Regions from separate parts of the Mus musculus genome. Here all the other regions are linked to region 1. Evidence: chromatin contacts called from public HiChIP or PLAC-seq and promoter capture Hi-C data. All regions are on one chromosome and are shown on one strand. Each heading gives the region's core, a stretch centred on a gene start, on an enhancer-like site or on the middle of the called end of the contact. The rest is flanking DNA. Distances are from core to core; before and after follow the strand shown. Region 1 holds the start of Nrbf2 (nuclear receptor binding factor 2). Region 2 holds the start of 4930543I11Rik (a long non-coding RNA gene). Region 3 has its middle 19 kb from the start of Gm31416. Region 4 has its middle 3.8 kb from the start of Gm32438. Region 5 overlaps Gm40681 (a long non-coding RNA gene). Region 6 has its middle 41 kb from the start of 1110002J07Rik. Region 7 has its middle 36 kb from the start of Gm40681.

The links. Promoter capture Hi-C pulls out the DNA fragments that hold promoters and counts their contacts. HiChIP or PLAC-seq counts read pairs in DNA pulled down with a chosen protein or histone mark.
Region 2: a contact with region 1 is called in a promoter capture Hi-C map of liver, with 4 times the contacts expected there. The contact joins the promoter of 4930543I11Rik here to the promoter of Nrbf2 in region 1. A contact is called at or near these places in 11 of 39 promoter capture datasets (the 3T3-L1 cell line, 3T3-L1-derived adipocytes, the C10 cell line and 5 more), 1 of 15 datasets of contacts at CTCF or cohesin (the NIH/3T3 cell line), 1 of 484 Hi-C or Micro-C datasets (liver), 9 of 115 datasets of contacts at active chromatin or transcription factors (the NIH/3T3 cell line, bone marrow-derived macrophages, embryonic stem cells and 4 more) and 3 of 9 other capture datasets (embryonic stem cells, liver and macrophages).
Region 3: a FOXA1 HiChIP or PLAC-seq map of pancreatic cancer cells shows a contact between it and region 1. The contact joins the enhancer-like site here to the promoter of Nrbf2 in region 1. A contact is called at or near these places in 9 of 39 promoter capture datasets (the 3T3-L1 cell line, 3T3-L1-derived adipocytes, the HPC-7 cell line and 4 more), 2 of 15 datasets of contacts at CTCF or cohesin (the NIH/3T3 cell line and pro-B cells), 4 of 484 Hi-C or Micro-C datasets (CD4 T cells, bone marrow-derived macrophages, embryonic fibroblasts and 1 more), 35 of 115 datasets of contacts at active chromatin or transcription factors (the 230-238 cell line, DN3 thymocytes, the NIH/3T3 cell line and 21 more) and 4 of 9 other capture datasets (adipose tissue, embryonic stem cells, liver and 1 more).
Region 4: an H3K4me3 HiChIP or PLAC-seq map of bone marrow-derived macrophages shows a contact between it and region 1, with 2.1 times the contacts expected there. The contact joins the enhancer-like site here to the promoter of Nrbf2 in region 1. A contact is called at or near these places in 1 of 39 promoter capture datasets (cranial neural crest), 3 of 115 datasets of contacts at active chromatin or transcription factors (the NIH/3T3 cell line, bone marrow-derived macrophages and embryonic stem cells) and 1 of 9 other capture datasets (adipose tissue).
Region 5: a contact with region 1 is called in an H3K4me3 HiChIP or PLAC-seq map of bone marrow-derived macrophages, with 6 times the contacts expected there. The contact joins the enhancer-like site here to the promoter of Nrbf2 in region 1. A contact is called at or near these places in 10 of 39 promoter capture datasets (the 3T3-L1 cell line, 3T3-L1-derived adipocytes, the C10 cell line and 6 more), 2 of 15 datasets of contacts at CTCF or cohesin (the NIH/3T3 cell line and large pre-B cells), 2 of 484 Hi-C or Micro-C datasets (bone marrow-derived macrophages and nephron progenitors), 11 of 115 datasets of contacts at active chromatin or transcription factors (the NIH/3T3 cell line, bone marrow-derived macrophages, effector CD8 T cells and 5 more) and 2 of 9 other capture datasets (embryonic stem cells and liver).
Region 6: an H3K4me3 HiChIP or PLAC-seq map of forebrain shows a contact between it and region 1, with 5 times the contacts expected there. The contact joins the enhancer-like site here to the promoter of Nrbf2 in region 1. A contact is called at or near these places in 9 of 39 promoter capture datasets (the C10 cell line, the HPC-7 cell line, cranial neural crest and 5 more), 1 of 484 Hi-C or Micro-C datasets (bone marrow-derived macrophages), 25 of 115 datasets of contacts at active chromatin or transcription factors (DN3 thymocytes, the NIH/3T3 cell line, astrocytes and 14 more) and 2 of 9 other capture datasets (embryonic stem cells and liver).
Region 7: an H3K4me3 HiChIP or PLAC-seq map of bone marrow-derived macrophages shows a contact between it and region 1, with 5 times the contacts expected there. The contact joins the enhancer-like site here to the promoter of Nrbf2 in region 1. A contact is called at or near these places in 7 of 39 promoter capture datasets (the C10 cell line, the HPC-7 cell line, cranial neural crest and 3 more), 1 of 15 datasets of contacts at CTCF or cohesin (the NIH/3T3 cell line), 1 of 484 Hi-C or Micro-C datasets (bone marrow-derived macrophages), 10 of 115 datasets of contacts at active chromatin or transcription factors (the NIH/3T3 cell line, bone marrow-derived macrophages, embryonic stem cells and 5 more) and 2 of 9 other capture datasets (embryonic stem cells and liver).

The regions. Positions count from the first base shown.
Region 1 is chr10:67,283,653-67,286,660 of GRCm38.p6, forward strand. It overlaps Nrbf2 (nuclear receptor binding factor 2), which reads right to left and starts at 1,629. Exons shown (of 4, transcript NM_001036293.2): 1 at 1,445-1,629. The coding sequence starts at 1,474. Gm46200 (a long non-coding RNA gene) reads left to right here and starts at 1,781. Exons shown (of 3, transcript XR_001779690.1): 1 at 1,781-1,868.
Region 2 is chr10:67,784,321-67,787,178 of GRCm38.p6, forward strand. It overlaps 4930543I11Rik (a long non-coding RNA gene), which reads left to right and starts at 1,423. Exons shown (of 3, transcript XR_380531.4): 1 at 1,423-2,542.
Region 3 is chr10:66,851,523-66,854,389 of GRCm38.p6, forward strand. No RefSeq gene overlaps it. Among named protein-coding and RNA genes, the nearest start is that of Gm31416, 19 kb to the left of the region's middle. Within about 2 kb of position 1,404, at least 144 of the 459 cell types and tissues checked have an H3K27ac peak or open chromatin away from gene starts, as enhancers often do. A contact at or near this core is called in the 230-238 cell line, 3T3-L1-derived adipocytes, the HPC-7 cell line and 13 more, where this site is marked.
Region 4 is chr10:67,688,618-67,691,536 of GRCm38.p6, forward strand. No RefSeq gene overlaps it. Among named protein-coding and RNA genes, the nearest start is that of Gm32438, 3.8 kb to the right of the region's middle. Within about 2 kb of position 1,579, at least 21 of the 459 cell types and tissues checked have an H3K27ac peak or open chromatin away from gene starts, as enhancers often do. A contact at or near this core is called in adipose tissue and bone marrow-derived macrophages, where this site is marked.
Region 5 is chr10:67,759,284-67,762,081 of GRCm38.p6, forward strand. All of the region lies in intron 1 of Gm40681 (a long non-coding RNA gene), which reads right to left. Among named protein-coding and RNA genes, the nearest start is that of Gm40681, 18 kb to the right of the region's middle. Within about 2 kb of position 1,343, at least 38 of the 459 cell types and tissues checked have an H3K27ac peak or open chromatin away from gene starts, as enhancers often do. A contact at or near this core is called in bone marrow-derived macrophages and pre-B cells, where this site is marked.
Region 6 is chr10:66,877,735-66,880,538 of GRCm38.p6, forward strand. No RefSeq gene overlaps it. Among named protein-coding and RNA genes, the nearest start is that of 1110002J07Rik, 41 kb to the right of the region's middle. Within about 2 kb of position 1,392, at least 11 of the 459 cell types and tissues checked have an H3K27ac peak or open chromatin away from gene starts, as enhancers often do. A contact at or near this core is called in forebrain, where this site is marked.
Region 7 is chr10:67,741,229-67,744,293 of GRCm38.p6, forward strand. No RefSeq gene overlaps it. Among named protein-coding and RNA genes, the nearest start is that of Gm40681, 36 kb to the right of the region's middle. Within about 2 kb of position 1,268, at least 17 of the 459 cell types and tissues checked have an H3K27ac peak or open chromatin away from gene starts, as enhancers often do. A contact at or near this core is called in bone marrow-derived macrophages, where this site is marked.

The sequences.
Region 1 (3,008 bases), core at 379-2,878:
TCTCATAGGGAACACCGAATACGCTTGTGGAGCAGGTAGCCAGGGTTAGGCTACACCCTGCTGCCAAATCAAGTGAAGCTAACTGGAAGTGAACCAGTGATCGTTCGGCAAGGACACTTGAACTTTGAAGCACTCGGTAAACAGCTGGCTACGACTAATAATATTCCTGTGGAGTTTCCCTGGTGAGCCACCCATACTTCACTACAAACTATAGTTGGCCACACAAATTCTCTTACAAACAAGAGAGGCGCGAGGTTATTTCCCTAGCTCCCCAAAACTCACCAGTGTAGCCTCATTAGCCTGAAGTGTAATCCACTTAGAAACGGACGCAGGGTCTAAATTAGTAACTCTTGGGTAGATTTCTCGGAGCTGCAAACCTGGCGCCAGGGATGGAACCATAGCTTTAGGTGTTCACTCTCCAGCGTTGACGCTCAACACTCCCAAATCTCATTAAGTGACAGGGGCTACGGTCTCACTGGAGCAACTAACTCTTCCAATGTTCCATCCATAACGTACAGTTCTACGTGTCTCTTATCTATTCAGTCCTTTAATCCTCACAACGAACGAGGGTTAAAACAAAAACAAAAAAAAACAATGAAGTGAAAATTTTTGTTCAAGGTCTCTTGAGGCTATTAGGTGACTAAGCCCGAGTTCAAATCCAGGAGTTTGGCTCCAGAAATCCATAGTCTGAAACCACAGACTCTGGCTTCTCTGCACAGCACGGACCAGGCTCTTCCAAGCCGGGAGGGAGGGCAGAGTTCCAAAGGAAGCAATCAATCTTTCCCGGTCCTGCTCTCAATCCCTCCGCATCATCGCAAACCACCTACAGACTTGGGACTTGCAAAGTTTTACTCCGCAACACTAAGGAACCAGACGTCTGCATCTGAATTTCATGAACCTTTTCCCAGGAAACCCGAAGATGTCCTGTGATCACACTTAGAACAGAACTGTGGGAGGTTTGGGGTTTTGTGGGGTTGTTTGGGGCGGTGTGTGTGTGTGTGTTCCTTTTTGCCCCAAACAATAATGACCCGGCCCCCTGTGTGTCTCTCTGTATGTGTTTCTGAGAAAGGCAAACACGTCTGGTACTTTCGTGAGCCTTAAAGCAAAGGCACCGGGCTGCGGGGCGTGGACTGGGGTTCCGATCCAGCTGTTTCAGAGGGGCCTTCGCTAGCCCAGCTGCGAGGGCAGCAGGGAAGAGGGGGTGCGGTGTGCGAGGCGCGGCCCCGACACCCCGACTCTGCCCGCGGCCTGCAGGCGGCGGCTACGTGGCGCTGGGACGCGGTCCCAGCAGGGCAGATGCCACGGGCCCCGAGGGAGAGGCCTGAGCCCCGGGGATCAGGGTCCCCTCCATGAGCTCGCGGCTCCCCCTTCAGTGCCGCTTGACCCCCTCAGCCCGCGTTTCCCCGCAGCCTACCGGTCCCCGACTCAGCCCGCGACCACTCACAAGGTTGAGGGGTCCTTCCATCACTTCCATAAACCCCGGGGTGAGCAGCGGCCCGAGGCGGAGCGGCGGCGCCCGGGCACATGGAGGGGCAGCGAGGGCAGGGAGACGCGGCGGCTGGCAGGAGGCTCCTCGCAGAACCCGGAGCCGGCAGTGAGAGCCCAAGAGCGACAGCCGCGCCACTTCCGCCTCCGACGTCGCGTCGCGGGGGGCCGTCCCGGCGTCGCTGCGCGCGGCGGCGTGACGTCGCCACGCGCCGGCGCGAGGCAGGGGGCGCGGCTGGGGTGAGAGCATGGGGTGGGCGGGGCTAGGGGCGGGGCAGCAGCTAAGTGACAAAAACCGCCCCTCTCCTCGCGAGAGGGAGCTCTGCTAGACTTCGGCGGCGGCTGTCACGTGATGAGCCGGGTCTGGCTAGTTGGTTAATAAGGTCACTCTGCACGCTTGACCTTTCTTCCTTCCCGTAGGCTTTCTCAGGTCCTCTCCTTGTACCTCACCCCTCCTTCTCCGTTTCTGTTCTATCTCCGTTGACTTTTTTTTAAAAAGCAAATTTGAGCCAAGTTAACACCCTGCACTAGATCCGCCTTACAGGAGGTTTCCATATTTTTTGCCTTTTGGCAGAGAGTCTGTGGCCCAGATCTTGTACATGTGGCAGTCTTGTGTCGAGCATATGAGCAGGTGCCACCATACCTCCACTCCACCGAGAGGATTTGACAGAGATAAGTGACCCCAGGGTCACAAACTAATTCTAAAGCAAGAAGGATTATAAGCCACCAAGTATAACCGTTCTTCAACAACTATGTACTAAATCACTGTGCTAAGGTCTTTCTGTTTCCGCACCCACTGGCAAGTAGATATGGTTTATGGAGAAAGGGAGATGGAGAGGAGCTGAGAGAACAACTAACATATTGTGTGAAGGAAACCGGGCTTACCTGGAGGTTTTTTTTTTTTTTTTTTTTTTTTAAAGATTTATTTATTTTTATTATATATAAGTACACTGTAGCTGTCTTTAGACACTCCAGAAGAGGGCGTCAGATCTCATTACGGATGGTTGTGAGCCACCATGTGGTTGCTGGGATTTGAACTTCGGACCTTTGGAAGAGCAGTCGGGTGCTCTTACACACTGAGCCATCTCACCAGCCCCTTACCTGGAGGTTTTACAGTACCAAATTCTGTAATGAAAAAAACTTCAAAGAACCACATGAATGTACCTTTAAGAATTTGTAATATTGGAGGACGTGGAGACGCAGGTTGGGTGTTAAAGGAAACCCACCTGGGGTGTGATTTTTTTTTAAGATTTATTTATTTAATTTATTTTAGTACACAGTCACTGTCTTCAGACAGACCAGAAGAGGGCATCAGATCCCATTAGAGATGGTTGTGAGCCACCATGTGGTTGCTGGGAATTGAACTAAGGACCTCTGGAAGAGCAGTCAGTGCTCTTAACCTCTGAGCCATCTCTCCAGCCCCCTGGGATGTGATTTTTTTTTTTTAATATGAAACCTTAAAAAGCCAGCCGAGGAAAGAGCAGAGGCAATGTACAACATCTGTAAACGGGGAGGAAGAGATG
Region 2 (2,858 bases), core at 173-2,672, 500 kb after region 1:
ACTACATGTCTACACCACATGTGCACACACATGAACAGGTACACATACACAAGCAACAGACACACACCTCTCTACACACACACAGAGGGAGAAGAAAAGTCAGAAGTAGACTAAATAAATCAGTGTTGTCTGTTTCACCTAAGAGTGATCCATCTGTTGCCTTCAGCCTCAAGGTGTCTTGTGGAAAATGAGGTTCTGGGTATGAAGTTCAAGACCTTGCCCAGGCTCTTTCAAGACAGAGAGCACTCTACCGCCAAGCTCCATCTCCATCCCTCGAATTCCTTAAAGTATCATTTTGCAAACACTTAAAACCTCAGGTCATACATTAAGAATACATTCCATCATCATAATTTCATGAAGATACCTTGAGAGACTCCAGTATCATCATATCACAGATGAAAATACAGATTGGGGGTGTTGTAGTTTATGTGAACCTTCAGGAATACTACGGTAAGCAAAATGGTGGGAGCCCTGCCCCCGAGGACGCCCTCATGCTGAAACCTGTGCATGTTTAATGCAAAAGGACTTTGGAGGGTGTTATTAATGGCAAAGTGTAAGGTGTTCTGGGTTATCCAAGTAAGTTCAAGATAATCACAGGGCTCTTTTCAGAAGGAAAAAGGAGGGCGAGAGCCAGTGTAAGAGGCAATACTACAGACTCACAGTCAGAGATCTGGAGGCTACATTGTTTTGGAAATATATACCATTGTCCAAGCTATACTTAAACCTCTATAAGCTGGGAGAGATGAGAAACAGGCATTTCTTCCAACATGAAGAAAGACACAGTACCTTCCTGCACCCCCAGTACCTTCATTTGAGCATGCTATGACCTGTTTTGGATTTCTGTGCCCCAGAGCTGAAGACACTAAATTTGCATTGTTTTACAGGTGATGCAGGGCTGACTAAGGCCAAAGGATGGTAGGTGTAATCCTGATCAGGAGAGGAGAGCAATTAAGACAGGTGAAATGGTGAGAAATGATGTTTCCATGGCCTCCTTTTTCTCAGACCAATATCCTGTTAACTGTTGCTCTGATCGCTCCTCTTTTTCTTAAGCAACAATCATCTCCCCATTAGAATTCCATAGACACAGGAATGAAGTCATTTTACTGCACGTTTATTTAATCATTGAAGGTGTGTGTAAGGAAGTGGGCAAGTGGAACTCAGAGGTCAGTTTTCTCCTCCCATCTTGTGAGTCTTTGAGAAGTGAACTCATTAGTGTTGACATCAAGTGTCTTTACCCACTGGGCCATCCTGCCAGCCTCCATTAGTCCTTCTTAATCATGGAATTCTGGCTTCTACCCCATTTAATGGGACTACTTGACAGTGTGCTGCATAGTAACTCTCTTAGTCACAGGTTGCTCTGACTGTTACTTAGGAACACCATGGAATCGTACCCACTGGAAGTACTCCAAGCTCCAAACTCCAAATTCTGAGTCATCTGCTTGGGTTATAAAGTCAACAGTCACAGACTGGCCTTGCATCACTGGACCCAAACCTTTGACCTAACTTTCCCGTCTAAGGTGAAGAGAAAATGACAAAGCAGTTAGCTTTAACCCAGCTTATCTGTTTGGCATTGCTGCAAGAGAGCACTTGAGACTTGGTTACTTAACATAAAGAGAACAGCACTTGGCTCAGAGCTCCAGGAGTCCGAGACATACACGACTGAAGTGTCCCTTCAAGCTAGGTCCTTCTGCTTTTTAAAACATTGCAGGATACAATACATCATGAGAGGACACACCTAAGAGAGGAGGAGAACTAAGCCTGGTTCGTAACAAACCCACTGTCATGCTAACGAATCCACTCCCAGGATGGCGAGTCTACTTGTGAGCAAAGAATCCTTATGACCTGGCTATCGGTTAGCCACTTGGTGAAGATCCTGCCAACTAAAATCTAACAGGGAAGCTTAAGATTCCAGTAAAGAGCAGGGAGTAGAGTGTTTCTGAACAGCACAGAGCTATGAGGCAGAGGTACCTATCAACAGAATTAGAGAGCGATCCAGGCAGACACTAGAAGATAAACTCGTTTATCTTCTCACATCTGCCAAGTCATGAAGGGCAGCTGTGTGGCATATCTTCTGTCCAACTTGCTTCCCAATGGCTCGTTCTGCCTTGAGTATAGCAGCTATAAGAGATGGGGGCAATGGTGGAACTAGAGGAAACTCCAAGTGCGAGTGGTTCTATTGGCATTAAGAAAGTGACACCAGATTTTTCTTCATACAGAGGACAGTGGGTCACCAAGTGCTGTAGACCCAGTGAGAAGATCACTGTTGACTCCATAGGAATTCTCGACATGGCTTCTACCTTTTGAGTGTGCAATGCTTTTTGTGTTAAATCATCTTTTTTTCCTACTTTAGGAAATAGAACCAGATTATAACTCACTCCACAGAATTCATATTGCTTCTGCTTGCACCCCCCCCCCTTGCACTTTTAGCATTAAAACTCCTAGGAATTAGGACACAACTCTTCCTGACCCAAATATGAGTGGTTTGGTTTCTGACAGTGGACAGAAGTTTAACAGGAAGAGGACGAGCAAAAACAGAAGGCAGGTTGGTTCCAAGAAGAAAGGCTTAATGAACGGGGTGCTCTTAGAACTGACTTTCAATGTGACAAGGATTTTCTTCAAGCTCCTCCCCCCACTTCAATGCCCCCATCACTCTTGATTCTCTCTGTGCCTTTAGTTTGCATTACTGTACAGCGTTTACAGTGTGCCATGCCCACTCTACATATTTTATGTAAAGATAGCCCCTAACTTAATAATGGGTAGGCCCACAATTTTCCCACTTCCCGAAGGAAGAGAAACACTACATCATTAAGCTATGACTTCTGCTTTTTCATGTAAAAGACACATTTTCAATTTAGAAG
Region 3 (2,867 bases), core at 154-2,653, 430 kb before region 1:
CTATATTCATTTTTATGAACTACGCCTAATGGTCATTTGCATTCTGGGGTGAAAGCATGTGCTATGGGGTCTTTCTTTACTTAATATATTTTATTATGCAGAAAAATGAAATTCAAATAAGAAACCACATTCCTTGAAAAAGAGAAAAATGATGGAGACCATGACATCTGACATTCATTCTATGTATGCATGTGTGTGCCTGTATGTGTGTGTGCTGCATGTGTATGTGTGTCCACATGTGTTTTGGGGCTTGCGTGTGCATGCATGCATATGTGTGCACATGCATATGTGCACAGGAGTGCATGTGTGTTCCAGTGTGTGTGTACATGTGTGTACTGCATGTGGTTGGGTGTTTGTACATGTGTATAAATGTTCAAATGTCCAGAGGACAGCCCCCAGTCACTTGTCTGTCAGGAGTCACACTTGTTTTTTACACAGGGTCTCTCCCTGGCCTAAAGCTCAGCCTGGTTTTTGCTATCTCCACGTCCCTAGTACTGAGATTACAAGCATCCATCATGAGATTCCCAGAAGATACCAGTTTCATGGGGATGCGTTGCTTCTAGAGGTCAAGCTCAGGTCATCATGCTTGCAAGGCAAGCACTTGACTAAGCCACTTCCCTATCGCCTGATACTCACTTCTGATGGTAACAGTCAGCTTAGTGTTCAAATAGCATAGAGCGACAAAAAAGAATAGAGCAATTCCCAGTTCCGACTGTAAATACAGACAGTGATAAACAGGTTCTAGCCAGGTTTGTTTAAATCAAGGGCTAGAGGCAAGCAATACTGGTCAAGACCCGGTCCAGGCCACCATCAGCTCAGATGCAGTCTGCCCTGGGAGGTGATCTGATAAGCTCTCAAACTGCGTTAAATCTCGGGGCTGGAGAGATGGCTCAGAGATTACAAGTACTGGCTGCTCTTCCAGAGGTCCCTGGTTCAATTCCCAGCACCCATGTGGCAGTTTATGTTTGTCTGATCCTCCAGTTGCAGGGGACCTCATACAACCAAAAAGTCATGCAAGCAAAACATCAATGCACATGAAAAATAAAATAAAATAAAATAAAATAAAATAAAATAAAATAAAATAAAATAAAGAAGTCATCAAAAGGAATCTTTTTTTTAAACTGTGTTAAATCTCTTTCAGGAAAGCAAACCCCTCCTCTGAGGGGCACCAGGCTCGTAGCTCTTCCCTTTTCCCAGCATGAGACTTCTGGGGAAATTCCAGTTTCTTGAAGACCATTGATTCAACAGTCTGATAGCCAAAGGGGGGACCCCAAGGGCTTCTTTAGCTTGCCTTCATTGCTGCCAGGACAGGCACAAAAGGAGAGTTGCTGTCTACACACCAACCCGTGACCTACTCAAACAGTGAGGAGAAAAATGGAGACAGAAATAGAAACTGCTTCCTCCTGGCACCCCAGCCCAGCTGATGATGTCTTAGTCATTGTCATGTGCGGCTACAGACTAACATCTGAAGACAGAGTCGGAGGAGGTTGTGAAATAAATTATAATATAGTCGGTTGGTTTTTTTCTTTAATCTGCTTTAAATTTTGCACTAAGCAAACCTTAAACAAACAAACAAAAATCTCGAAAGTAGGAAGAGAGGTCACTTTTATTCAAGGAGACAGAGCAGTTAGTTACCAAAAAAAATACCAGCTTTGCTAGGCGTGCATTTTAATTTGCCCTGCATTGCGTTGTTATCACGAACAATCACGAAGCAAATTGTAGGCAGATGCCTCTGGCTGTCCGAAAAGCGTATCAAATGAAAGACAAAGTTTCCTTGGTTCTTAGCAAATGTCATGAGGTTTTTGGGCAACGCTGAAATGCTCAAATGCAATTGAGAATGATAATCAGGTCTGCCAGTAGGGGGCGCGCAAACCAAATTTAGAAAGCGCTTCGAAATGGGCGTTTACGGAAGGAACGGATTAGGGAGCACAGCAAACTAAAGAGCAAAGTCAAATCTTCAGGGTAAAGCTTCTGCCATCTGTGCGAGAGCACAGATCTCAGAAGCTTAGGAGGTGGAAGGGACAGCTGTAGGTAGAATGCAAGACAATCCATCTAACGCCCGTTATTATTTACCCCTTTATTTCTACACCCTATTTTTATTTTGTTCATTTGGTTGGTTTTGCTCTTTACATAATGCTGGGTGTCTGTCTCAAATGCCAGCTAATAAGCACGTTCGTCAGCTAATAAGCACGTTCCTCATTTCTCCCATACATCTGATCTGAGTTTCATGATTCCTAGAACTCTTTAGCCTCTGTCCCCTGACCCTCAGGTTGTAATAACTAATTAACTCATATGCAACTTTACTGTTTTTTTTTTTTTCAAAACAAGGTCTCACGTATTGTGGGATAGCTTCCAAGAGTGACCCCGAATTTCTAATCCTCCTGCCTTCACCTCCAAAGTGTTCCAAGAGTTTGGATTACCTGCTTCACCACAACGCTTGGTGGCGTGGTGCTGGGGATGGAACCCAGGGCTTTTCGCATGCTCAGCAAGCACTCTTTGAGCTACTACACCTGACGCTCTGGCTCTTGCAGAACTTAAAAGACATCCTTTGCTAACCAAATCACTTAAGTTTTACTGGAAGTGAAGCATAATGTTGCACTCTACTAATCAAGTATAGATTGCTTTCCCTTGAGTTAGGCAAAATTCAATCTTGTTTAAAAAAAAAAAAAAAGACAAGAGTCCTTCCTCTGCCTACAATTTACAAATCCATCTATTTTCAACAGAGTCCTTCAAAATTCTGCACCAGCTTTTCTCCCAATAAACAACAGGTCCTCGTCTCCTAAAATAGTTTCGGGCATGAGGGCTGAGTCTGCTTTTGCAGACACTTTTTGCATAGCTGAAAAATCATTTTTGAAGAACCGATGCTC
Region 4 (2,919 bases), core at 329-2,828, 400 kb after region 1:
CCAGTCCTGGTGGATCCAATGCCCTCTTTCTGGCCTTTATGGGCGCCAGGCATGCACATGGTAGCGGACATACATGCAGGCAAAACACCCATATACAGAAAAAAGAAATTGAAAAAAAGAAACCAGTTCTTGCTGAAGAAGACTCTTTTTGATCTTTTTCATGAGCTTGAGCTAGAGCTAAGGAATTCATCACCTCAGTCAAAGCTAGAAAACCTCACTAATATTGCATTTATATTCCTAGGTACCTAGTGGACCTTAGCAATAATAGCTGACCCTAGAGTATTCATTCTCAGAGCAATGATCACCTCCTGTATAGTCCAGGCGGTGTGATGGCATTAAAGACACTGAGACCTAATCTTCTCTTCAGAGTTCCCTCTGACTCGGCATGCATGCTATGACATGCAGAAAGCAGGTCCCTCTCAAGTCAATGGACAAAGAAAGGTATGGGTGCCTTTCTGAGGCATACTCCCTCTACCCAGAACTGACAACTTCTTCCTGACCCTCACAGTGTCTTACTTGAACAACTTACTTGAACACAGTTCTCAAGGACTGTCATTGTTTGAATATGCCTGGCCCGGGGAGTGGCACTATTTGGAGGCGTGGCCTTGTTGGAGTTGGTGTGTCATTGTGGGCGTGGGCTTTGAGACCCTCATCCTAACTCCCTGGAAGTCAGTATTCAGCTAGCAGCCTTCAGATGAAGATGTAGACCTCTCAGCTACTCCTGCACCAGGCCTGCCTGGATGCTGCCATGCTCCCAACTTGATGATAATGGACCTGTAAGGCAGCCCCAATGAAATGTTGTCCTTTATAAGACTTGACTTGGTCATGGTGTCTGTTCACAGAAGTAGAACCCTAACTAAGACAAGGACTAAAGCAGCTTTGACTGGTTTAGGCAACACAAAATCTTATCAATGATTAGTTTGCCAGCCTAACCCTCAGAAAGTCTAGCCAAGAGTGGTTGCAGTTCATACTCATGAGCTATCCAGTCTTTTAGAGATGGGGTGAGGGGCAGGTACCTAAGAGCCAATGATTGTTATCTTCCATAGTGCAGACAGTAGTTAAGTGGTCTCACCCAACCCAGGGGTCATGACCTTCTTCTAGACCTCTTTCAAACTGGGCAGAAGGTCCAGCCTTGTGATTTCTTTGAAAAAAAAAAAAAACCAAGTTTCAGTAGAATGTCTCCCCAGCTTCCTTCCTGCTTGCCCTTTGCCCAAGTCCTTGCCACTTGATCTGCTGGGGAAGATTCCTGTAAACTTGTGTCTTACTTAGACTCGGCTCTAGATGCTGGTTATGTTTCTGGCAATTATGGAAATACCTGAGTGTTGGAGGAAATAAGGCAGTGCAGCCAAAATAGCAGTCATCAAGCTGTCTGGAATGGTCACTAACCAGCGTGCCGTGGCCTTGAATCATGGGTAATATCGGCCCGCAAGGAGAAGCTCTTCCAGGGTTGACAGTCTGGAGAGAGTGCATACCACATAGGAGCTGCCCTGACTTCCAGCTTCAGCTGGAGGCCCTCTGTGTGTCTTGGTTTGTGGTCTCCCATCTCAAGAGCCTCAATGACTTGTCATATCAAAACACAGTGACACTGATTCTCTTGGGTTCCTCTTTCACGGGTAAGGACCCTTGTTATGACATTGGACTCATGGGATAAGCTCGAGTCATCTCCACATCTTAAGGTCAGCTGATGACTGCCTCAATTCTCTATTCCCTGCCGTGTTAGAGATCCAGGAGTCTGTGGCAGGAGCATCTTCGAGAGGATGCATTGGTGGGCTTGCCCACCCAGGCTCAGCCCACGCCCTTTGGGAATACGAATTTGCCTGTGTGCTGTGTGAACTGGGGAAAGCAAGAATTCCTAGGTGGCGGGCAACTGTCCAGATAGAAAATGAGAACTGGGAGCTCAACCTCAAAAAGAACAGAGGTTCAACGTTTAAAAAAAAAAAAATCAAGGCCAGCTGGGCGCTTGGCAAGTCACAGGAGAATGAGGGTACGGAATGGGAAAATTACCCCTGCCTTCTTCAGTAGCTCCTGGGCACGGCAGAGGACATTAAACACTGCTCAAACCTGTGACCCCTCCCAACTCATTACCAACTCATTTAATTCAGTTAAAAATACAACAGCACACCATTTTTTAAAAAAGAGTTTTAAAAATGAAACTAAAACCCATCTTGCGAAAATTTGGTGGGCCTGACATCTGAATGAGCTAGACGATTTCCAAAAGAAACTCTTTATTTATTTATTTTTTTATAAGTAGATACTATAGTTTATCTTGAAACTGGGTCTGGTAGCACCAGACTGTAATCCCAGCTACTCAGAAGACTGTGGAAGGAGGGTGTCTCTAGTTAAGGCCTTGTTTAGACTACAGAGCCAAGTTCAAGGACAGCTTGGACAATTTCACAAAACTGTCTCAAAACTGAAAGTGAAAAGGGGTTGCGGCATTGACTCCGTGGAGAGCTGATGCGATATGCAGAAGATTGTAAAACAAATACATTGGTAAAGGTTAAGTTTTAGGACTTACTGACATAATAAGACACTCAATAACCTTATCAAAGTGTACTCAAACCATCGAGGATAACCTTAAGGTTTCAGCAGAGACCCTCGGTATATAAATATATAGTCTATTATTAGACACAAAATTATTGTTAGCATAACTATCTAGATAAAATTTCAAACTCACTAGCAAGCAAAAATGAGGTGTTGAGGCTGGAAAGAAAGGTGGCTCAGTGGTTAAGAGCACTGACTGCTCTTCCAAAAGACCAGAGTTCAATTCCCAGCATCCATATGACAGCTCACAACTGTCTGAAGTTCCAGTTCCAGGGGATCCAACATCCTCACACAGACATACATGCAGGGAAAACACCAGGCCATGCAAAAAAGAAGAAAAAAATAGGAGATGGTGATTATCAAATGAGCACAGATACA
Region 5 (2,798 bases), core at 93-2,592, 480 kb after region 1:
ACTTCCAGTTGACAAGGTGTCAAATGTCGCAATCAATTGTTCTGTGCCGTGGCTTTCCCTTCTGTAAGATGGACACAGTCTGTAACACCAATGCCTTGACTATAGCAGTGAGTGGCAGAGACGCCCAAGGTACACAGAACATGGCCAGCACTAAACAGTCTTCAGGATTGTTTAAGTCACTCTGTAACCAACACAGCCTTCAGACCTCTTTTTCTCTGGCCCACAGAATGGATAGACGTTGATTAGATAATGATTTATTAGGTACAGATTCAGTAGCTTGCTGTAAATGCCATTTCTCAGTGTATTATAGATAACCAGACACCATGCTACCTGAGGCTATAGCACACACTTGCAAATTCAGGAAGTGTGCATGCCTTGCTTTAATGCTAATGCCTCATTACCTAACAGGTAGGAAGGGCTAACTCTTGGTTAAGTATTTTTGAACACATACACACACAGAAAGACAGACAGGCAACACACAGACACACAAACACACAGACACACATATACACATACACATACACATACACATACACATACACATACACATACACATACATATACATATGTGTGTACATATATATATATATATATATATATATATATATATATATATATCATGCATGCACATATACACACACAGAAACACACACACATAGAGACAGAAATACACACGCACATACCCCACACACAGAGAAATATACGTGTGCACACACACACTTTGGCATAACAGCCTTTTTAATTGAGCATCTTCACGAGAAGGAGTTCACAACTGTCTGTTTCTATTAAGATTTTTCTGTTGATTGTTGGCATTTAATTTGACTATAGAATCCAAATCTATTCCTCATCAGGTTTTAAAATCCTCATTCAACTTCTCCATATAGAGAAAACACTAGTCCAAACTTGACAATAATAATAATAATAATAATAATAATAATAATAGCAAGATTCTCAATCATGTTCCATTGTTGTGGAGCCTGCTAGCATGCACACACATATGCTGGCACTTTTGTGGTGTGATTGGAGCCTCTGGTGACTTGGAATGTAAGTTCCTCAGACAATCGTTCAACCATCACGGCTTCAACCCTTTGGATCCTGAAGAGCTTTCCACAGCTCCCACATATTTCTGACTTGACGGCACTCATAGGCAGCAGCCGCCTCTGTTTTTAATTGGCCCTTTGGTGAGGATGAAGCTGGGCAGGATTAACAGTCACAGGCTGGATCCTGAAGGGGGAGATGTGTTTGGAGGATGGGGGTCACAGAAATCGAGCCTCACCTACTACATACAGCAGAAGGCCAGACACAGCCCAGGTCCACACCCAGCCTCTCCTCCTCAGGATGTTGCTCAACATCCCTTGGGGGAAGGGATGGGGGTGGAGGACAGGCAGTGGCTAATTTAACATAATCAACATGTAATAAACTCCATTTTGCTTTTAAAGTAACAAAAAGAGAAGGAAAAAAAATCCCTTAGTGTAGTTTCTAGACTTTTCAGTCGTAGCAGGAAATGGTGCCAGGGGAAGTTGAATTTGCAAGGCCCCACTCAGCTGGAACGCCTCCCACCCCCACCCCCATCTTCTCCAGATTGAAGATCTTCAATTCCAATTTCAGTATCTCTCCTTTCTCTCTCCCCCTCTTCCACCCCTCCCCCTCTTCCTTTCCTGTTTCTCCCTCTCCTTTTTCTTCCCCGTCCCCCTCCCCCCTTTTATTATGATCTTCTTGGAGTTCCAGTAAAAAGTAATAAATCCTCTCTTGGGGCAGGGGAGGGGTGCAGGATCGCATTTTGCTTGTGACCCCTGGTGATATCCTCACCTCTTAAAAAAGGGGGGGGGGTTCATGGGTCCAAGTTAGTCATCTCTGTTCCTTAGCCAGTCGGATGTATTAAGTTGTCATCTTCATAATTCTTATGTCACCAAAAACCTTCCATGGGCTCAGGAGAAGGGAGCTTCTTTCTGAGACCCTTGAGGTCATGGTAATTAAATCCAGTCAAACTCTCTGCCAGGCACAGTGCAAAATGAACTGGACTCCACATCACACAGAGAATCGGGTTTGTTATAAGAGATGTGGGTCCCGTCATGCCTCCTCCTTCCAAGTCCTAGAACACAGCTCCTTACACTATAGATCAAATCACTAAACACGGAGGTCACGAAAAGCCAAGGAAACCGTAAAAGGGAAGGGTTTCTGAACTCACTGACAACCGAAAATTAATTCCGTATCAAACCCACAAGCAAACCAAGGTGCGTCACATGATTTCGCCACAGCACACGGTTCAGAGCCCTGCTCCCAGCACGGCTCCCGGGACACATTAAGGAACACTGCACAGAATATCTCAGCTCAGGTTCAAGTCCACTCTGCTGTTTTAATGTGCATATCATTTTCTATTCTTATAGTAACATTTCCTGGCCAAACAAACAAATAAACCAACCTTAATATTTTCCCACCAGCATAACTTAGAATGTATCAAATCAGCTTGTCTTTGAGTTGTATTATGTGATAACATTTAATTCAGAAAAAAAAGAAAAAACTACTGTTCTAAGTTGCTGGCTGGCTTTAGTTTTGTGAAAACAAGTTTTCAATGAATTTTGGCTTGAGATTAGGGTACAATTGAAAACAATGTCTGAAAGGACCCTGATCATATGTCTGCCACTTTTGTAGTATGAATTTATGCGGGGTGGTATTCTCAGCATTGAAGATTATGAAGTCAAATGACCTATGAACTCTGAAAAACACTGAAGATGCTCTATAGAAATACTCTGCGGTATCAGACATTCAGCCAAGATTTAGTCCTTTATGTAAAAATA
Region 6 (2,804 bases), core at 142-2,641, 410 kb before region 1:
TTCCAGCACTCACATGGCCACTCACATCTGTCTATAGCTCCAGTTACACACTGCCTTCTGGCCTCTGAGAGCACCGCACACGTGTGGTGCCCCGACATACTCCTACAGTATAATAATAATGAAGTTTTTAATGTTAAAAAAGATAAAATAAATAAGGGTAGAAGTTAAGGAATTTTAAAAAATAGTTTGATAATAAACCCAGAAGCAGTTTCTGCAGACATATAAATGGGAGTTGGAGGAGACCCGTGGTCTTTTTCACCCCTTCAATGGATCAGTATAGACAATGCTCAGTGGAGGGGCACGTGGGGTCTCATTGCATGCTTCAGAGAGCATGGGATCATATATTGGAGAAGCTTGAGGATATTATTGCAAGTTTGTGTTTGATGAAGAAGAGAGAGAGATTCTCTTTGGTGGTATAACTGCCAATAAGGGGCCATGCTCCTGTAAATAACCAGGAAGTAACTCATTGTATAATTTAAAAGGAAGAGGAGACAGGACTGGGGGGGGGGGGGGGTAAAATCACCTGTCGTTAAGTTCTACCCTAGAACCCCACATGGTCTCAGAGAGAACTGACTCCGGTAAGTTGTTCTCCGGCCACCACAAGTGCTCTGTGGTGCCCACACCCACACACTGAAATAAATAAATGTTGTTTTTTTAAAAAATCATCTAAGGACATGAAGGTAAAGGGAGTTGGGAAAGGGGAGATCAGTAGAGTGTGAGGGGGGACGGAAGAGATGACAGGTGACAAGATCAAACTACATTACATACGTGTATGCACGTGTCAAATGGAACTCATTTCTGTGTATGGGTAATATACACATTAAAAGGTTTATAAAGGACTCTTTAGGCCACAGTAGCATTTAGGATGCCTCTGAAAGGTGATGGCGATGCAGCTTTTCATCCTTGCTTTTTAAGATAGATGTTGATATATGTACAAGTAAACAACCAGGAGGCTGATCATCAGAATGTGAGCCGTATCTCTCTCTGGCGGACAGATTCAGAGAGGCTTTTCTTTCCTCTTTGTACTGCTATACATTTCCTGAATTGTTTACGGTCAGTATTTTTCATTTTTATAGTCAGAATAAAAAAAATAAACCTCTAAAAGCCCTTTTCATCTTTCTGTCCCCGTCAGGATTGAATATGAGATATATTAATGCACAAAAGGGCCACGTAAAATATGCAAAGCAAGCCGGAGCTACATCTGCTTAAGGGAATGTAAGCACCACACGTCTTGTGCCACAATCAATGCTTAAAAAAAAAAAAAAAAAAAAAAAAACAGATTCTGTGACGTGACGTTACTCCTGTTCTCATATCCGATTGTGACCAGCAGATCTACATTCTCATTCCAGGGCAGTCCTACCCCAGTAAGTGGATGAGTTCAACAGAGTGAGGAGCCAAACCGGAGATCCAAGGTCCCAATTAAAGGCAGAGGAAGCGCACTCCAAAGGCAGTTCTGTCTGGGAGGCTTGACAAAGTTCTGTGGTTTCAGTTCAGTCGCAAACTGGCAGTCCCCGAACTGAGTTTGGCCCATAGAAAATATGTTGTTTGGTCTGTACTTGGTTTCTGTAGAATTCTTTTAGAAGCTTGGATTTGAGCGTCGAGAGCCGGGGAGGAATATGCTGGCTGCAGCAGGTACATGCTTTGCATATTGGAATTCATTAATCCTCTAGAGAACATTTGTCAGGAGCTTACAATATGCCAAGCACTCTGTTAAGAACTTCGAGTGCACCAACTCATAAAATGCTTTAACAGCCCAGCCTCCACATTGTCTGAGAGAATACCAAAGCAGAAAGCATCGAGGATAGTTTTCCTCACTGGGGTCCTGTAATCAAGGGCATGGAGATCACTCGGTCAATCAAGTGCCTGCCATGCAAACATGAGGGCCTGGGCTCGGATCCCCAGGACTCTTGTAAAAGCTGAGCGTGGTGGTCATCACTCTGGAGGCAGTGGGACCTGGGAGGGGGGGGGGTTGCGGGGGGAATGGAGCCAATGAATGAGGCAGACTGAAGTCTCATCCAACAGTCAATTTTACTTAGAGCATCAGACAGTTTATAGACCGGGGGTTAAGCAAGGTCATAGGAGGAAAGTTCACAACTGAGTTCTAGCTCACAAGAACGAGCCATGTTTGGAAACACTATCTGAATAACAATAGGAAATGGCTATGTGTAATTCGAAGCAAAACCACTCCTATTCGCTATACCTAGGAGGGGCATGGTGTCTCCTCATAGCAATGGGAACCCTAATTAAGACAATAACTGAGCCCCAAGAGTGTCCAATGGCTTTCATGTTGGTTCCACAGCTGTCTTACACTCGACCAAATCCACACTTCAATAGCTCTGCTCATCCTGGCCATTGTTGAGTACATGCTTGTGCCATGGTCAGCAAGCCATTGACCTGAGAATGGGATGTCTGTCTTCTGTTGGGTTTAAAGCAGCCTTGTTTGGACCAGAAGGTCAGATGTCTTTCCCCACAGTGAGCATAACTCCTCATATCCATGGATGACTTGACCTCATACTCTAAAAGGGTCAACACTTACTGGACACTCAAAAGACATTATGCTTTACACAGTCAATGGAGAAAAGTAATTGGTGTCTCATCAGAATTAAAAGGTTTGGGGCTAAGGATGTAATTCAGGTTGGCAAGTGTTTTCCCACCATTCACAAAGCCCTGGGCCCGTCCCCAGCATTGCCTAAACCCAGCATGGTAGCATATGCCTGTAATTCCAGAACTGGGGGTAGACATGGAAAGGCCCAAAGTTCAGGTTAATCCTCAGCCACGTAGCAAGTTTGAGGTCAGCCAGGGAT
Region 7 (3,065 bases), core at 18-2,517, 460 kb after region 1:
CATAAAGCTTTCTGAAATAGACTGCACCCCATCTTTCTTAAAAACATTTGAACTTTGTATGGGGAGGTGCAGGAGAGCAGAAAGAGGTCTTTTTCTTAAGTCTGGGGGTAGCAAGTGAAACCAGCAAAGACCTAGACTTCCTGGGTCTACTGAACTGTGTATAATTTCAGATCTTTTGGGCATGTTGCTTTCTGGAGCAATAAGTAACCTGTTTGGTAAGACGTGACCATGTGACTCTGCCTAGGACTATCCCGAAGGGAAGCAGAGGCCAGAGCTAGGAAGTTAGGAAGAGACAGAGGGCCCTTGCTTTGGTCTTTCTCTTGGTTCTGGTTCATGTTCTGCTCTTTATCAGAATACAGAGGTTGTGTAAGTCGGGAACAATGGAGGTTTATTGGGGCTGGAGACTGGGGAGCAGGTTTGAGGGGTAAGAGCATCTGCATCTGGCAAGGGCTTTCTTGCTTTGTCATCATTTTGTGGAAGGAGTTTCAGAGAGACTTCACCTACCTACCCTGAATGTGCAGTGTCTGAGGATTGATCTGGTGAAACTGAGCTACGCATCAACATAGGCATAAATGTTCATCCCTCCCTCCCTCCTGACGGTGGATGTGGCGGGGGGGGGGGGGGGGGGGGTGTATGTGGGAGGGACCAGCCAGCCCACACTCCTGCTGCTTTGCCTCTGCAGCCTTAATGGGCTGCACTTTTACCTGCTGCAGAAACAGACCCTTCCTCCCTTAAGCCGCTTGTGCTGGATACTTTGTTACAAGAACAAGGAAAGTAGCCAGCGCTCACCCCTTCTCCCATTCAGATTTACTTAAGACACAGGAAAAGGAGAATTTATCAAGTTCACCCCCTCAGTGTCTTGACAAGAGTCTCATTCCAATAGGGGGTCAGAGCCAAGATGTCTTAAATGGTTGGGATTTCAGACCCATCCGGTTACTGTGGCTGTATCCAAATTAGAGAATATAAAATAAAGGAAGGTAAAAATAAGAAAAGAAAAAAAATACAATGGAAGTCACATCTCTAAAACATCGGGACATCTATACTCTGTGGACCTTGCTCCTCACACATTTGGCAGAAGTTGAGAATCAAAACAACAACAAAACCAACAAAATAAAAAACCACCCACTGTCTCAAGAGGCCTCCAGCAGGAACTTACAAGGCAAAACGCTTTAGTTGTAGACATGAAATTGCTGGAAGAGTCGGGAACGGGGTGAGCTGGTCAGGAAACATCGACTTCCTGTGAATGGTCAGGAAACATCGACTTCCTGTGAATGCTCCCATGGCCTTCCACTCTGGCCAGCTCCAACTGCTCAAAACTCGCAGACAGCAGAACTCTTCCCAAGGCAGCTCCTTTGGCTCTGCCAGCTCCCAGTTGCTGTGACTACAGCTTCCCTTGCCCGTTAGGAACCCATTCCGGTAGGGGTTGTTAAAACAGACCAGGGAGAAGGACTTCGGTGGGAAACGTGAAGTTCTGCAGCAACTGCAGATTTGCGAGCTTAAGATGAAGACGGAATCTTTGGCTGTCTGGCACAAAGATGGCTTTGGAGTTGATTTTAGTGGCTTCAATGAAACAGACACTGAGGGTGATAGATGTCTTTCGTCACCGTGGCATAAAAACATTGCTAACTACCTCTACTCCGATGAAAGCCCTCCCCTGATGTTTGATGTAAGAAGGTAGATTAGTATGCGGAGTCCATTAACCACAGCCACCAATTCCAGCGTAAATCAGGCTGACCTCCTAAATTAAAGATGAGAGAAAGCAACTGTGACAGGAAGCCATGTTGAGATGCCTGTCTTCCGGAGAAAGGGGAAGTATGTTTTCTCGAGCTAGCCCACACAGAATCCAATATTTACTATGATTGCTGAGAAGACAGAAAGGTGCTCAGAGATGACTCCTGCTTCACAGCTTCGCCAACCTTCAAATGAGTCACTCTAAGCCTATGGAAATGAGGATAGGAAAATGGATCTTTGGTTCCACTGAGTCATGAATGGGGTGGGGGGTGGGGCGGCGAGGAGCAAGATGTAAATGTATGGGTTAGGCTGGCAAAAGTTTCCAGACTGTTTTCAACCAGGGGAACTCGGATTAAGGACTGCTGACCTGGAGACCAGCTTGCATTTTAGACCTTTGGCTCCAGAAGCCAGCAAGCAGTACCACATTGAAGCAGAATTGGCTGTGTGGGTGGCAGAGGTCTGAGACGCCAAGACTCCCAAGATTAGAACCATGGGAAGGTCTTAGGGCATGGGGTCAGGAGGCAGAGGGGAGCCCTGGTTGGGTCTATGGGGCAGGACCCTCAGCAGTTGCTGACTCTGATGTGGAAAACCAAGGAGAAATACTTTTGCTCCTTCACACCAGCCGGTCACTCTCTGCTGCCTTCCATTGGCTGCGCCCAAGCAGATGCTGCCCCATAGGAACCCTGGAAAGGCAGCCTGCAGGAGACACCACCCCCTCCCCAAGTGAGAGAGCAGGGCAGGAGAAGGGTAAGAAACTGACCTGGGGACAGGCAGACACAGGCCAGGCCCATCGAACATGCTGGGATCATTTTCTACCTTTACCGCAATGACCTCACCTCACCCGAGGCCAGACCGTGACAAATCAATTGCAAGCCGCAAAAGCTGGCTGGTGGGGACTCCCGGGTGAATCTCTGCCTCATGTTTTGGATAGCTATTTAACTCTACCAGGGCCTGTCTCAACTCCTTTTTCAGCTGGCACCTTCTTTCTTCTTCCCGTGAGAGACTGTGCCATCCACAGTCTGACATCCTTACTGTCTTTTCAAAGAAGCTTTTGGAGTTGGCCACTCTTGTTCCCTTGTGGACAGCCTCAGTATCTAACAGGCTTCATGCATAGACAGTGAACTTCTGTCTAGCTTTGAGTTTTAGATTTTTATCTGTAACCACCACTGCCAAGACCAACTTGATAAAGTACTAAAGCTCCAAGACCCCCTAAGCCTTCAGCTTCTCAGTGTTTAACTCGAATGCCAGCCCACTTAAAGAGAGCCACCCTTGATGTCTGCGGAGGCTGTTTCTATCTCCCCCAGTAGATAAGAAAGTCCACAGATACTCATAGC